Regions from separate parts of the Zea mays genome. Here regions 2 and 3 are each linked to region 1. Evidence: chromatin contacts called from public Hi-C data. All regions are on one chromosome and are shown on one strand. Each heading gives the region's core, a stretch centred on a gene start, on an enhancer-like site or on the middle of the called end of the contact. The rest is flanking DNA. Distances are from core to core; before and after follow the strand shown. Region 1 holds the start of LOC100277940. Region 2 holds the start of LOC100383371 (Protein VASCULAR ASSOCIATED DEATH 1 chloroplastic). Region 3 holds the start of LOC100276162.

The links. A called contact is a pair of places that touch in the nucleus more often than the background predicts.
Region 2: a contact with region 1 is called in a Hi-C map of leaf, with 2.2 times the contacts expected there. The contact joins the promoter of LOC100383371 here to the promoter of LOC100277940 in region 1. A contact is called at or near these places in 6 of 25 Hi-C or Micro-C datasets (bundle sheath, ear, endosperm and 2 more).
Region 3: a contact with region 1 is called in a Hi-C map of ear, with 3 times the contacts expected there. The contact joins the promoter of LOC100276162 here to the promoter of LOC100277940 in region 1. A contact is called at or near these places in 4 of 25 Hi-C or Micro-C datasets (ear, leaf and tassel).

Annotation. Positions count from the first base shown.
Region 1 is chr2:206,681,894-206,684,769 of Zm-B73-REFERENCE-NAM-5.0, forward strand. LOC100277940 reads left to right here and starts at 1,478. Exons shown (of 5, transcript NM_001366953.1): 1 at 1,478-1,940. The coding sequence starts at 1,530. LOC100282488 (alpha-expansin 9) reads left to right here and starts at 161. Exons shown (of 2, transcript NM_001155397.2): 1 at 161-658; 2 at 757-1,198. The coding sequence starts at 189. The coding sequence ends at 1,066.
Region 2 is chr2:207,344,946-207,348,089 of Zm-B73-REFERENCE-NAM-5.0, forward strand. LOC100383371 (Protein VASCULAR ASSOCIATED DEATH 1 chloroplastic) reads left to right here and starts at 1,584. Exons shown (of 18, transcript NM_001362074.1): 1 at 1,584-1,855; 2 at 1,980-2,042. The coding sequence starts at 1,673.
Region 3 is chr2:207,533,047-207,536,277 of Zm-B73-REFERENCE-NAM-5.0, forward strand. LOC100276162 reads right to left here and starts at 1,409. Exons shown (of 3, transcript NM_001360977.1): 1 at 1,239-1,409; 2 at 721-858. The coding sequence starts at 1,329.

The sequences.
Region 1 (2,876 bases), core at 228-2,727:
GCGTTGGCAACGTCCTCCTGTTGCTCCAAGCCGTCCATAGTTTCATTTTCATTGCACCGGACATGCATCCACAAGCAAAGCACGCATGCATCTAAAAATGGCAGGTGCATGCCTGCGCCCCTACGTATATATTACTATCACGTAGCTAGCTTGCTATACCAAGGACAAATCAAACCATAGCATCAATCATGTCTGGTCGTTCGTGGACAATAATGGCGCCTCTCCTGGCGTCGATGCTGCTCGTCGGGCTCGCCGTGGGCTCCGAGGAGGAGGAGGACGGCGGCGGCAAAAAGAAGCCCCACGTCAACCACGGCAAGTTTAAGGCGGAGCCGTGGACGGACGGGCACGCGACGTACTACGGCGGGCGCGACGGGTTAACTGACACCACGGACGGCGGCGCGTGCGGCTACAAGGGCGAGCTGGGGAAAGACTACGGCACCCTGACGGCGGCCGTGGGCCCGTCGCTGTACACCAACGGCACCGGGTGCGGCGCGTGCTATGAGCTCAAGGGCCCCAAGGGCACCGTGGTGGTGACGGCCACCAACGAGGCCCCGCCGCCGGTGAGCGGGCAGAAGGGCGAGCACTTCGACCTCACCATACCGGCGTTCCTCAAGATCGCCGAGGAGAAGGCCGGCATCGTGCCCATCACCTACCGCAAGTACGTCAACTAGCTACTCAAGGGCACGTACGGAGGTATACATCATATCGATCTGGTATGTATATATATACAACTCGATCCACGCATGCAATATGCAGGGTGGCGTGCGAGAGGAAAGGCGGCATCCGGTACACGATCACGGGGAACCAGCACTACAGCGAGGTGAAGGTGACCAACGTGGGCGGCGCCGGGGACGTGGTGGCGCTGTGGGTGAAGGGCAACAAGCGCGTCAAGTGGACGCCGATGAAGCGCAGCTGGGGCCAGCTCTGGACCACGGAGGTCGACCTCACCGGCGAGTCGCTGACGTTCCGCGTCATGACCGCCGACCACCGCAAGGCTACCTCCTGGCACGTCACGCCCCGCGACTGGCAGTTCGGCAAAACGTACCAGGCCACCAAGAACTTCTAGGGCCGGATCGGGCCGGGGAGCTGAGCCGCGCCCTTCTTTATATGTATATGCATGCAGCGGATTATATTGGACTGTTTTGTACTGTGTACTACCTTCTTTATTCCATGATAAACATGTTCCAATTTCAACACCATTGGTTTGAGCGGTCAGCAGGCAGCAGCACAGCACAGAGCACAAAAGTTCTGATGCGTCAGCTTCTACGATTTGAAACAATGATAGCACATGATGTGTGTTTTGAATTCGTATCTTAATCAATGCGCCAAATTGATCTGCTGCAACAATCGTTTCGACAGCAACAGGAAGGCGGGCTCATTGCAATTATTTTGGGCTGGGCCTGGAGAATAGGCAGGCCCAGCCAGGCGAATGGATCTCCTTTTTCTCGGCCATTTCCATTTCTAATTCAATCGGCGACGGGGGAGGCGCTGCAACGCCACAGCAGTACAGGCTTCCTCCGCCATCGGCAATGGACGACAGCGACCTCGACTCCGCAGCGCTCTGGGCCGCCATCGACTCCGCCGCTGCCAAGGCCTCCTCCCGCGTCCGCTGCGCCGCCAGCGACGACGACCACCGCGGCGAGGTGCTGCAGCCGGCCCGCCCGTTCAAAAACCCGCGGCTCGTCTCCGCCTCTCACGCCACACCGCCTCCCCCCGCACCGCTGCCTCTGCCCTCGCCATCGCCCCGGCTTCATGCGTCTCCCTACGCCACGCCCGACGCAGCGGCAGCCAGGAACAGGCTCCAGGTCGTTGAGAGCCCCCCGCCCCATGAGCTCTGGGGGCTTCCCATGGCGAGCCCCATCGCCGCCGCCTATGACGGGGGCTTGCTCCCCTCCCTCTCCGTGGCCAACTTCAAAAACTACCAGGACGTAGCTCTCTCGGTGCGTCCCTCACCCCTCCCGCCACCCTCCCACTGTCCCACACACACCATTGTATTGCCCCGTCAACTTGTACTTGTTCTATCGTCTCGTTACACTTTGCAAGCCGATAGAGTGTAATTAGTGATTAAGTTGCTGATAGAGTTACTACTAGCAATTTGTAATTATCAAGATGGGAACCCTTAACTGGCATTGGAGAAACAACTACAGTCACGCTCGGGTTGTCTCTGTTTTGGGCTACTGACATAGAAAATGATAATCTGTAGAAATTCACGCAATGACGGTAGTTAAGCTTGAGTCATGTTTGTCTTGCCCTGCAAAACATAGATAATGATGCTCTGCAGCCTGCGAAACCAGATCCTCTGGGTCCATGATCAAACAGAACTAAGTGGACTCAGTTGCCTACCATAAGTCCATAACTAATAGTGGCCCTCCCAGAGGGGATTGTTGTGCCTTGATAGATCACTCAAGGAAATGAATGAACTTCACTTATATTCACTATGCTTATATGATGGGGGATCAGAGTTTATGCCTCATGTATATCTGCTTCTTCTTAGGTCATGTATCGGTTAGTTGATGATATTATTAGGCACCATTAATATCTGGCTGTTTGTGTATTTGGTTTTTTGATCACCTGTTAAAAGGAACATATTGACAAACTTATGTTCCATGTGATAACTTTGTAAAGTTCAGTAGTATTTAACTTTGATTTGCTTTGCTGCACTTTCTCAAACTAAACAAATGTGTGTAGTGTGCTCTCATTGTCTCATTTTATGTGTTCAGTATATAATCTTATGTAATCTCGATAGAAAATTGTCACGTTCGATGCCATGGTACACATATGCTTTTGATGCAGAAAAAGATATCAAAGCTTGATCTTCAGTGGATCTTTCGACTTTAGCTGCTTCGCCTTCTCAAACTCTATTATGAGTTTTGACA
Region 2 (3,144 bases), core at 334-2,833, 660 kb after region 1:
CAGGTGTACAATGGGAGGTGTAGCAGAGTGCTACGTGTCTAGCGGAGGGGAGCTAGTGCCCTAAGTACACGCCGTCGTGGCAGCCGGAGAGGTTTTGGCACCCAGTTGGTGTGATGTCATGGCCGTCGGAGGAGCGCTGGAGCCTGGCGGAAGGACAGCTATCGGGGCGGTTGAGTCCTTGCTGACGTCCTCTTGCTTCCGTAAGGGGGCCGAGAGCCGCCGTCGTCAGGGAGCGTGCGGGGCGCCATCATTGCCTATCTGGCGGAGCGAGCCAGATGGGACGCCGGTCTTGTTCCCCGTAGCCTGAGTCAGCTCGGGGTAGGGTAATGATGGCGCCTCCTGTTGACGTGGCTGGCCCGCGCCCTAGGTTGCGTGATGTGGAGGCTCCTCCGAGGCCGAGGTCGAGTCTGTCTTCCGTGGTCGTGGTCGAGTCCGAGCCCCTGGGTCAGGCGAGGCGGAGACCGTCGGCTGAAGCTAGGGCTGAGTCCGAGCCCTGGGGTCGGGCGAAGCGGAGTTCGTCGTCTTCTGGGGCTGAGCCCAAGTCCGAGCCCTGGGTCGGGCGGAGCGGAGTTCGCCGTCTTCCGGGGCTTAGCCCGAGTCCGAGCCCTGGGTCGGGCGGAGCGGAGTTCACCGTCTTCCGGGGCTTAGCCCGAGTCCGAGCCCTGGGTCGGGCGGAGCGGAGTTCGCCGTCTTCTGGGGCTTAGCCCGAGCCCGATCCCTGGGTCGGGTGGAGCGGAGCTTCCTATGGCGCCTGCGGCCGGGCCTGACTGCCTGTCAGCCTCACTCTGTCAAGTGGCACCGCAGTCGGAGCGGCGCAGGCGGCGCTGTTTTTCTGTCAGGCCGGTCAGTGGAGCGGCGAAGTGACGGCGGTCACTTCGGCTCTGTCGACTGAAGGGCGCGCGTCAGGATAAAGGTGTTAGGCCACCTTTGCATTAAATGCTCCTGCGATTTGGTCGGTCGGCGTGGCGATTTGGTCAGGGTTGCTTCTTAGCGAAGACATGGCCTCGGGCGAGCCGGAAATATGTTCGCCGCTAGAGGGGGGCCTCGGGCAAGGCGGAGATCCTCCGGGGTCGGCTGCCCTTGTCCGAGGCTAGGCTCGGGCGAGGCGTGATCGAGTCTCTTGAATGGACCGATCCCTGACTTAATCGCACCCATCAGGCCTTTGCAGCTTTATGCTGATGGGGGTTACCAGCTGAGAATTAGGAACCTTGAGGGTACCCCTAATTATGGTCCCCGACAATACAACAGAGACTTATCGATATCGCTAAAAAGGATTAGCTGATTAGTGTGATATTGATAATGTTTTCCACACGGATTTTGCATGTTATAGTGATGTTTGTCGTTCCGTATTAATGTTTCATACAAATCTTTTACTTCCGTCGCAACGCACGGACACATATCTATAACATAGAACAGAGATATGTAAGTTATCGTGTTATAATTCGGTTCCGTTGCAACGCACGGGCTACAGGGCAGAAGAAGGCGGAGCAGAGCAAGAACGCCGGAGCCGGAACACGTCACCGTCAAACGTTCCTCCTCCGACTGGCCTACCCTTCTTTCTCAATCTTCCCACCACCCTCACACTTCGCCCTCCTGCCCTCCCGGCGAGGTCGCCTCTGCTTCCGACTCCGCTCGACTGCGCCCGACCCCAGTCTCGCCTGCGTCCACCGGCATGGCCTCACCCACGGTCGCCTCCCCGACCCGGGCGAGCCCCGCCGACATCCCCACCGCCGCACCCTCGTCGGCCCCCCGGCCGCGGCGCCTCGCGTCGGCGCCGCCCGCAGTCTACGCGTCTGCGTCCTCCTCCCCGGCCTCCGCCTACTCCGGGGACCAGCTCTCCGCCCCCGACGCCTCGGTGGGTGCCGCGCGCAGCGCGCTTGCGTGCGAATTCGATCACCGCTGGAATCGCACCGCATCTCCTTTTTTCCCCTCGTCTGCCCTGGGGCGTGTTTGACGTGGCGCGGTGTTTGGTCGTGCAGAGCCCGCTGCTCGCGAGCAGGAGCGAGGAGTACAGGCTTCTGTTCCGGCTGCCGCCCGACGAGGTAATTGGACGCGCGGCCGATTGGTGCCGAGTGATCCCTAGCTCCTCCCCCCTCCTAGCGATCGATCTAGCTGTTGAATTTACACCGTGATCGTTCCGTTCTGCGGATTTTGGATGCTCAAGTGCTCGTACTGGTGCGGAGGGGATTTGATTTCGTGGGGGCTTTGACTTATTGATCACCCGTCGTTTTCTAGGACAAACCTTATCGCAATTAATTCACTCCTTTACCCTTTGCTCTGGAGTATGCCATCATTTTGTCCTTTGCTCTGGAGTATGCCAGCATCTTGCTTTGACAGTTCGGTTTGATATACTGAATGTACAGTGCAGCAGCTGTGCTGTTGGCTGAATTATGAGTGAGTTCAGAGGAGCCTTATAATTATTGGTTGACTTCACTCTTAGGGTGTGTTTGGTTTTGCTATTGGCCCTAAAAGCCAAAAGTCAAACCAAAGTGTTGGATCCAAAAAGCAGTTTTTTCTAAAAACTGATTTTCTCGCAGTGCAAAACTGAAAGCACCTTGAACCTGTTTTTAGTGGCTTTCGGATGGAACTGTGAAAATATATATCGAATAACTTTTAACGGTTTTTGGTGGTTTCCACTAAATTTTTAGCTTTTAAACAGCACAACAGTTTTTTCCGCAGCTCACAGCCCACAACAGCTTTTTTCACAACATCTTTTTTCACAACCACAACCCAACCAAACAGACCCTTAAGCGGTTTGTAGTTCCATGAGTTCCCTTGCGCTTTTGATTTGGTTTACGGTTAGATTGCACCACTGTACAAAAAGGAGGATTTTGAGTGAGAATACCTAATTATCTTGCTGATAGTTGAGTGAAAGGTAGTTTGATAGGTGGATTTTGAGCAATAGCGCTTAAGCCAAGTGCCCATCTAATATAGCCTGTTACCGTACATGTAAGTTTATTTGATTCAAGTGCACTTGACATTCTATAACATTTATTTATGGACTATCCTCTCCATTTTAATAAAGGAAAACACTAGAGGGCAGACCTAGTCCTAGAGGTTCCTAATAGGTCTAGTGAAGGGATAAACCGAGGCAAGCCTTCTCTCGCAAATCCGAAGAGGATCTCGAACCCATGACATGGTGAC
Region 3 (3,231 bases), core at 159-2,658, 850 kb after region 1:
AGGATCAATGCTACGGAGAGATAGAGAGATAGGGGTATTGATTAGATGTTAGCCATAAAACAAAGCATGATGGAGGAAGTGGCACCAAACATTTGGCGTCTATGCAACCAGAGCATATCACGCAAACTAAAAGGAAACTTTTATATGACAGCAATTAGACCTGTTACATTGCATGGTGCAGGATATTAGGCTAAAAAGGCATCATGTTCAACGTTCAACAGATAATAAGTGTTGCGGAAATGTGTATATTATGTTGGATTTGTGGCTATATAAGAAGGGATCGAGTCCGAAATGATGATATACATGGGTACAGGTAGCACCAAATTGAAAAAAAAAGATTGTACAACATCAATTGAGATTGTTTGAATATATCCGATGTAGACCTCCAGAGACACCAATATATAGTGGGATACTAATACATGATAGTAATAGGAAGAGAGATAGGAGAAGACCGAAGTTAATATGGAAAGAGGAGACTAGAAAAGATGGAATATACTAAAGATCTAACTCTGAACAGAAATGAATAGAGAACAGCTATCGACGTGTATAAACCCTTAATTTGTGGCTTCAAACGATGATATACATGAGTACAGGTAGCACCAATTGAAAAAAAGTTTGTCCAACACCAATTGAGATTGTTTGGATATATCCGATGTAGACTTCTAACTTGGGCAAAGTCTTTGCTGTTGTTAAGATGCCATAAGCAAGTTAGCACTGTACCAATGTAGCGTTGCTCGTTGGCTAGCCTGGCGCGCTCAAGCATCTTGTCGAGGTCCTCCTTGAGCTTCTCGTCAAATTTTACCAGCTGGTTCACAAATACTGCACCGAGACCCATCCCCAACACATGCTCCCAAGGATCTATAACAATTTAGACACAATAAGCACGTGAGAATGAATCATCATATCTAAAAGGAGACTGGTACAAAGCACATACTGAAATCATGAATGGTAGGGTGGAATAGGGACCAAAGGGGTATCTCTTCGGCAGTATTGCCTCCTAAATCACGAAGAAATGGACTTCAACCCCAAAAAACAAGAACCATATCGCATCTAGGATCCCAAAGACCAAGGAAGGCGCCCAGACCAGACGAAACACCACGAGGGCAGGTGGAAATATCGCAGATCAGACGGAAATGGGGCGCCAGGACGACTCACGGAGCGCGGGACGCAATGCGTGATCAAGAAACGGAGAAATGAACAGGGGAATAGGAGAAAGGGAAGGGGAGAAAGGGATATACGGCGCATGTAGGGAAGCTTGCGGAGGGCGTTGGAGTACATCTGAGTGCCCAGTCCCAGGAGGGCGCCGATGATCGTCGGCGTCGCCGGCATCCTGCTGTTCTCCTGTCTCCTCGGGGCGAGGCTGCGGCGGTGGGGTGGACGACTGGACGGCAAGGTCGGGGAGAGTGCTGTGGGGACTTGTGAGTTGTGGCCGGAGAGGGACCTTCCTATCTGTTGGACTTCGTTGCTCTAGCCTGTGTGGGCCGCCAGTTGCGTAGGTCCAACGAGGGTGTGGTGCAGGCCGGAGAGCAAGAAGCCCATTGTGCTAAATACATGTTGCCCCAATTTGGCATTCGCAACTTCATTTGGTTTGCAATTTCCTCAGCATCGTTTTTAGTGTTCTTTTAAATAAACAGGGGCGTTGTGTTGTACTCCTTTACATCTAAATAAATATAAATATAAGATCTGTATCAGCCAAACTAACTAAAGTTTAACCAAAATTATATTGAATAGTGTTAATATTTATATCGTCAACTAAATTTATCATATTTGCTATTTAAAATATGATAGTTGTATAATTTAGATATAGAACATACTATCAAAAAAGGAAAATATTTTTTATACTAATCGCTTGTTTATTTTCTTTTTCCCAGAACTAGCTGACTAGCATATGACTCGTACTAACGCTATAATTCAACAACAGCAGAGAGAAAGGGTCGACAGCTACGGTGGTGACACGAGTGAGGGGACGCGGGGGTAGAGGGAGGGGAAGGCTGGGACTTCGAATGGGGGTAGTGGGGGATGAGGGATGAGAAATGATTTAAATAATATTGTACATTGGATTTGAGTGAACGAGATAAAAGAGTTATCTAGCGATTTGAATTATTGATTTTGATGTTGTGTTAAGTATAAGTGCAATTTGTCTAATGGATTTAATAAAAGTTATTGATGCGGGTGATTTGATTGGGTGGGTTTGTAAAATTTAAACTGGATCATAGTGGTATTCCGCATCCTCGGCAACCGGTACTTACGGCAATACTTCTTGCCGTCTCTCACTCTCTCTTGTTCCCGGCGAACTGGTGAGCTAGTGTGATTCACCGCGGTCGGTTATCTGAAACTTTATCTTGATTACTTACACACACTCATTATTATTTGTTGGTTTCTTCTCCGTGTGGTCGTCCATAAGCTAGCTCATCTGAAATTTTATCTTTAATTTGCAAGCAATCTAGTAACGAACTGCTGCAGCAGAAATCACACTTCTGCGCGCACTCAACTCATGCAAGAGGAACAAGTCTCAGTTACCAGCTGGCAGCAACACCATATACGTTTCAGCCTTTTAGTGCAGCCCTAGCAGCAAGAAATGCACTGTGCAAGGAACGTTGTTGAATTTTGTCAATTTATGCAGAGGCACACACAAAGTTTCTCCAACAACAAAAAAAATGCACTCTTCATATACTACTTGCAACAACACCTTAATTTGGTATCTTATCCAAGTATATGTGCACAATACCCTATATTATATTAGTATAATTCTGTCTTGCAAAGGATCTATATATATGTGTGTGTTATTTTAAAAATTCATTTTAACTCTTGTTTTTTATGTCTACAATCAAATAGACAATAATAAATCTAGACACATATATAAAATACATATATTAACGGTTGTACGAATGCATTAGCACATAATTTTAACTCGGATAGAGCGATGTTTTTTTTAAGAATCTGTTCTATTTTCTTGTGTCCCAAATGTTCAGTAACTCGTGGAACCCAATTAACTGTGACAACTTACTTGCGAATAAGGGGGTGTTTGGAGGACTAGTTTTTTTAATCTCTAAATTAATAAATACAGAAATTAAATAGAGCTTTAGTTTCTGTATTTAATAATTTATGAAATAAAATAAAGGAACTAAAAAATAGTTCCTACAAACTAAACACCTATAAAACGAAAGTTGTAAAAAGAAATGTGTCACATGCATGTTTTTCACTGCTCGTCTTTCATTCATTCATATATAA